2 separate regions of the Zea mays genome follow, and region 2 is linked to region 1. A link is a contact called in public Hi-C data. All regions are on one chromosome and are shown on one strand. The core of a region is the stretch at or near the end of the contact, and the rest is flanking DNA. Distances in the headings are between cores, read along the strand shown.

Region 1 (2,931 bases), core at 385-2,884:
ACTAAAGAAAGGACGACCCTCATCCATTTTTACATCAAGCTCAATGACACTATCCGATGACTTTTTGCATAACTGCTTCTCTCCAATGCCATAGTAGCTGAAAGCTATCTTCCCAACTACCAAATAATTCCTTTAAAGCTTTCTCTTTCCCGTGCCAAACTGTGTCATATGCAATGGTACAACCAAAAGTGTTCTGCAATGTAGTTTGTAGCTCCTTAGCACCCATATGAGGCTTCTTCATCAGTAATGGAAGCGCACATGCTGCAACCCAAGCTCATGTAGGTGTAGTCGTCTTACGTCTACCACTCGAAGTACAAGTATGTTTGTAATTCAAGACAATCACCTGAAAAATTAGTCAAAGTGTTAAATAGAATTTAACCACGAATAGAAAGGTACATATTAAGTAAAACAACTATATTCTCGGCTTACTTGAATTGTTGGAGCCCCTTTCATCTCCGGTCTAGCATGAATTCTCCAGGGGCAATTAGACCCTTTACAATACCCTCTAAATCTAGTCTTATTAGTTGCCTCAATTCCAAGCTCAAATTTTTTATTTATGGCGTATTGTCTAATTGCGAGTCTGAAGTGGTGCATTGTTGCATACAAGCTGCCAGGCTCCATTACTGGATTGTTCATATCATATATGGTCCTAGTCTCATTAAGCACTAAATCAGAACATGGAATGCCTGCTCCCAATTCATCTTCACATGGAATGCTATTTCCAAAACGGGAAGCACTTGAATCATCTTCCCTTCCATCATCTTGATTATCTAGTCTAAGTTGAAAATATAGTCCTTGTTCACTAGTAACATCATTTCTTCCTTCTTCGTTGGTCGTTTCTTCTACCATTATTGAATCCCAATCGATATCATGCATTCCATGGCCACTCCCCTATTCACCAAAATAGTTGTAATATCATATATAACTACTAAATTGCATACAATAATTTCGAACCACTAACCATTGTAGGTTGTGTGCCAATACAAGTCAATGCTCACTCTTGTTCTTTGACAATGCATGCAGTCGTTTCGTCCATGGGGGAACTGACTCATCGTTCGTAGTATTATTCATAGTAAACTGCACAAACAATAAGCTAAATGGGTGCTCGGCTATAGTCAGTTTAGTGTGGAAGAAGATACAGGAGCTTACCAGAGTCGGTGGTGCGGGAACCGCACGACACGGGAATGTCCCTCGACGCAGGATCCGATGAAGGGCAGGGCAAGCAGCCAGGGAAGTAAATCAGCAGGGAAGGGCGCAGGATCCGGGAATGGCCCTGCGCGGAACTAAATCAGCAGGGAAGGGCGAGATCCGGTGAATGGCAGGACAGACAGGCACCACAGTGCGCGGAGACGGCGAACAGAGTCGATGGAGGAAGACGACGACCAGAGAAAGAAGGAAGAGAGAATGAAATACGCTAGAAGGAGACGACGACTAGGGAAGTAACGGAGCGAGGGCACGACGGGCACACGAGAAACGGTAATGATCATTAATCCAGCGCGATGCTAAATCTTTAAAACGGGCAAGATTATAATGCCATATATTCAATTGCGATGATCATCGTGCCAATAGTCTGAAGCCCGTCGAAGGGAGTGACATGTTGCAAAATTCTCATCTTTCTTCCCGCCGGATTGACGAAATCGATCGCTCCGCTCCCACCGGCCACCACCAGTCCACCACACCTCGATCCCCGCACCGCCCAGCCGGCCGCCCGCATCCACCGCACAAAACCCTAGGCATGGCCCCACCCTAAACCCCTTGCTCCCCACCTCGTATGGTCGTCGTCCCCTTCTCCCTCCGCATTGCGCGAAACCCCATCCGCCTCCGCCTTCTTCCGGTCTCCGCTGCTCGCTTCACCCGTCTCGCCATGTCGACCACGCCGCCGGCGGCGGCTACCATATCCGTCGAGTATGCCAAGTCCGGGCGCTCAATCTGCAAGGGGTGCAGCGGGGTCATCGCCTCCGGGGCGCTCCGCCTCGGCGCCTCTGCGCGCGACCCCCGTGGCTTCGGCGCCACCAAGTGGTACCACGTCTCCTGCTTACCCTCCTCGTCGTACCCGCTCGGCCCCATCGGGAGTATCAAGGGGTTCGACTCCATTAAGGTTCTCTCATTGGGTGGTTAGTTTGGTGCCGTTCGCTATCTCATTCTGTGTTGTTTTGGGGATTAATACGTGGGGCTTTGGGATTTGCAGGACCATGATCGTGCGGAATTGCGAGAACTAGAGAAGGTATGCGCCCTTTACTCGTTGCAATGGTTGTTCAGCCACATAGTTTTTTGCTACAGATTTGGGTAATGTAGGATACTTTGATAAAATTTGTGGTTAATAATGCAGAGTAAAGAAACACCATGTGCAGAATTCATTCCTAATATTTTCCCACTCTATGGCACCCCTGCTTGTAGAATGATGTGCTTATAGTCAGATATGCTTGTGCATAAATCAAATAGAATGGACCATACTGATTCTCTTGTTTGAACAGCAGCACTTGGATGATCAATGTTTTTTTTGTCTTGATCCCATATTTAGCAAAACCAAGTAATTCAACCTTTTTGGGGCAAAATCTTTACTGACTTCCATGATAATGAGAACAACTCATTTTCAGAATCATAAAAGAGACAATACTGCAGTCAGCCCTCCGGAGGAACAACGTCCAAAGAAAGCAAGGATTCAGATGTTTTCCCCTGCGGAGGGGGTGCCAGATAATGTAACAGTCTCTGTTGAGTATGCGAAGTCTGGTCGCTCTACCTGCAAGGGCTGCAGTGAGAATATTGCCAAAGGTGCCCTCCGCCTTGGTGCCTCTTTTCCTGATCCCCGTGGCTACGAAAATACTAAGTGGTACCATGTTGTGTGCTTCCCTACATCATCATACCCATTATTTCCAATGTCAAATCTGAAGGGGTTTGATTCAATTGAGGTATGTGCCTTTTATTTCGCAA
Region 2 (3,025 bases), core at 356-2,855, 220 kb before region 1:
AGTGAAATAACAGATCACATATGAAAAATATTCTTTCTGTTGGGTTTTGTCATTTTGCTAACCACAATTCTGTTTTATGTGTGTGCATGTGTTGGTAGGATGCTTCCACTGATCTTTATCCTCCAGTTGGTCCGAACAAGCCGCACATTGATCTCAGCACACTTATGACGGTCACATCAAGACCAAAGAGGGTTCTAAGGACCACAAACGCTTACTTCTATTGGGTTACACGTGAGCAAGGTTCTTTTGATTGGTTCAAGGGAGTCATGAATGAAATTGCTGAACTGGACCAAAGGGTGCATAGTACCAATTGACCACTTGTTTTGTTTGAGTTACATTTTCTAATTGTCAGAATTCATATGTTCCCTTAAGTGGGTTTTACTTACAGTTGCCTTTGCTCCATTCTAGAATATTATTGAGATGCACAACTACCTTACGAGTGTTTATGAGGAAGGAGATGCTCGGTCAGCGCTCATCACCATGCTTCAAGCTTTGAACCATGCAAAGAATGGCGTTGACATTGTCTCTGGAACTAAAGTAAGTGTTGATAGAGCAATTAACAGCTCCACTCCGTTAAGTCAGCTACGTTGGAATGCTGAGTTTTGTACCTGTCATCTATTTAGCATAAATGACTAAAACACTGTACAATCACCTTTTAAGGTATAAGCTAATACCCCCATCATCATCCGTATGCTGATTATGCAGGTCCGGACACACTTTGCAAGACCAAATTGGAAAAAAGTCCTATCTAAAATTGCCTCGAAGCATCCATTTGCTAAGATAGGTTAGTCTACATACTACATTGTCTGATATTCTGGTTAAGCTTCTCGGTTTTTTTATAGAGTCATGCACATATTTGTGAATGGCTTGTGTGTCCTTTATCAAAACTTCGTCGTTGTTATTCTTTCATAAAACACACTACTACATAAAGATGCAGATGCATTAATAATTTATAGACAAAAGGACGGGCTATTAAGCTCTGGTCTGCATGATTGAGCGAAACAGTGAGAATAACCAGCTCAGTTTGTATAGAATTCCGTTTCCATGAACAAACTTTACAACGGTGTGTGGGGTGCATTATAATCAAGTTATTTCTATATTGATTAATGACAATATTAGGCACAGTTATCCTGTGTGTTCCAGAAAAGAAAATAATTTATGTACCACCTATAGTTTTTTCTTTTATTTTTTTTAAAATGATCTGGTTGCACGCAGGTGTATTCTACTGTGGAGCTCCAGTTCTTGCACAAGAACTAAACAAACTGTGCCATGAATTCAATGGGAAAAGCACAACGAAATTTGAGTTCCACAAGGAACATTTCTGAATTCCAGTAATACTTGGTGCGCAGAAATGATATATTATGTGTGTGTACAGCATTTTTGTCTTGGTATGTTCATCTGGAGTTCTGGACGAACATGAGAGCAAAGTGGAGAAGCTACCATCAAATGCTTAACAGCTGACGGCCTGCACTCTTTGTTAACTGCTCCTAAATGAACCAGACCACCAAGAAGTGGGATTTTTGTGTACATATACATGTGATGTCCAAACGTCCATCTGCAGATTGGACCCCTCAACTGTGAAGAGATTCCTCCCAGGTGGTCACCAATGTACAGAGCACACATGAAGATAAAGAGTAGTTGGGATTGTCGGTAGCATGCTATTCGTATAGGACAGGAGGGATACCACTAGTCACAACACACAAGGCTATTTAATTGTATATTTTCATGCAGCTGATGCCCTGCACTTTCTGCTGCTGGCCAATGCGGCAAGGACAGAAGCATTTTTTCTCATTTGTACCGCATACAGAAAAGGCATAACAAAAAAGAGGTGAAAGGGAGAATAGCATTTTAGCACACTTATGGGTCCCTCGATTTATTTGACCCTGCGGTGCTACGAGCCTACGAGGAGGAGATGAAGTAGAATAAAATTGTCATTTCATTAAATAAAGCAAATGTTTAGAATATTTTAATATACTTGTATGGGCTAAATTTTAAATAGTGCCTCCATTCTCGAATGATATTTATTGTTACTAGTTCATTTTTGAACTAAAACGTGACAAATAAAAAAAACGAATGTAGTAATATTTTAGACAACTGTTTAGAGCTTCAAAAGCTAAAATTTAATGGCTAAATTTTAGATCATACGTACAGCTAAAAGATAAACCAAATTTAATTACATCAGCGCTAGATGATTTTTTATGAAAAAATAAAAATATCCTGTTGCCAGACTAAGTATTTAAATTGAATTTCAATTGCACCATTTTGGTTTTTTTTTTACCATAACGCTTTAAAAAATCCCACTTGAATACATTTAAATAAAGTTCTGCTAGGGATTATTCTTATCGTTGTTAAGTACCACTACAAACTGCAAAACTAAGAAAACACTTAGCAACTCTTTTGTCGAGTGTGACTCTTGGCAAAGAGAGCTCGATGAATTATACATCGGCAATAGCCTCTTTGCCGATTGCATTATGTCGGGCACTGGGCAAAATCTTTACCTACCACCTAGTACTCGGTAAAGAAAAGTCGCCGTGACAACGACAAGTGACGGTGATAGAGCCTTTGCCGAGTATCTGTTGGCACGACACTCGGCAAATGAAGCTCCAATGGGCCCCATGGCAGCCTCTATGTTGAGAGTCACAAGCTGGCACTCGACAAAATGAGCTTCTTTGCAGAGTGTCTGCCTGTTTGGCCCTCGCCAAAGTGAGCACCAGTGAGCCCCTTTGCCAGCGTCGAGTGCGCTGGCTGGCACTCGACAAAGCGAGCTTCTTTGTTGAGTGACATGACCATATCACTCGGTAAAGAGGCTTTATCGGTTTTCAGGTGTGCTCTCTTTGCTGAGTGCTATGATCATTGCACTTGGCAAAGACACACTTTGCCGAGTGTAACACTCGGTAAAGTGACCAGAAACCCATTTTTATTAGTTTTTGTTATTCCATCCAAACAAAAGATATATCACATAATCATCACATATACATCATAAATGTTCAGAGATCATCACATACATCATAGAGACCACATATCT

Evidence for each region. A called contact is a pair of places that touch in the nucleus more often than the background predicts.
Region 2: a Hi-C map of ear shows a contact between it and region 1, with 1.9 times the contacts expected there. The contact joins the enhancer-like site here to the promoter of LOC541878 in region 1. A contact is called at or near these places in 2 of 25 Hi-C or Micro-C datasets (ear and tassel).

Annotation. Positions count from the first base shown.
Region 1 is chr3:205,303,022-205,305,952 of Zm-B73-REFERENCE-NAM-5.0, reverse strand. LOC541878 (diphosphonucleotide phosphatase 2) reads left to right here and starts at 1,634. Exons shown (of 15, transcript NM_001358408.1): 1 at 1,634-2,098; 2 at 2,189-2,224; 3 at 2,598-2,909. The coding sequence starts at 1,772.
Region 2 is chr3:205,521,196-205,524,220 of Zm-B73-REFERENCE-NAM-5.0, reverse strand. It overlaps LOC100037794, which reads left to right. Exons shown (of 14, transcript NM_001374296.1): 11 at 99-296; 12 at 409-537; 13 at 706-784; 14 at 1,216-1,699. The coding sequence ends at 1,325. Among protein-coding and RNA genes, the nearest start is that of LOC118476743, 9.7 kb to the left of the region's middle. Within about 2 kb of position 1,605, at least 5 of the 20 cell types and tissues checked have an H3K27ac peak or open chromatin away from gene starts, as enhancers often do. A contact at or near this core is called in ear, where this site is marked.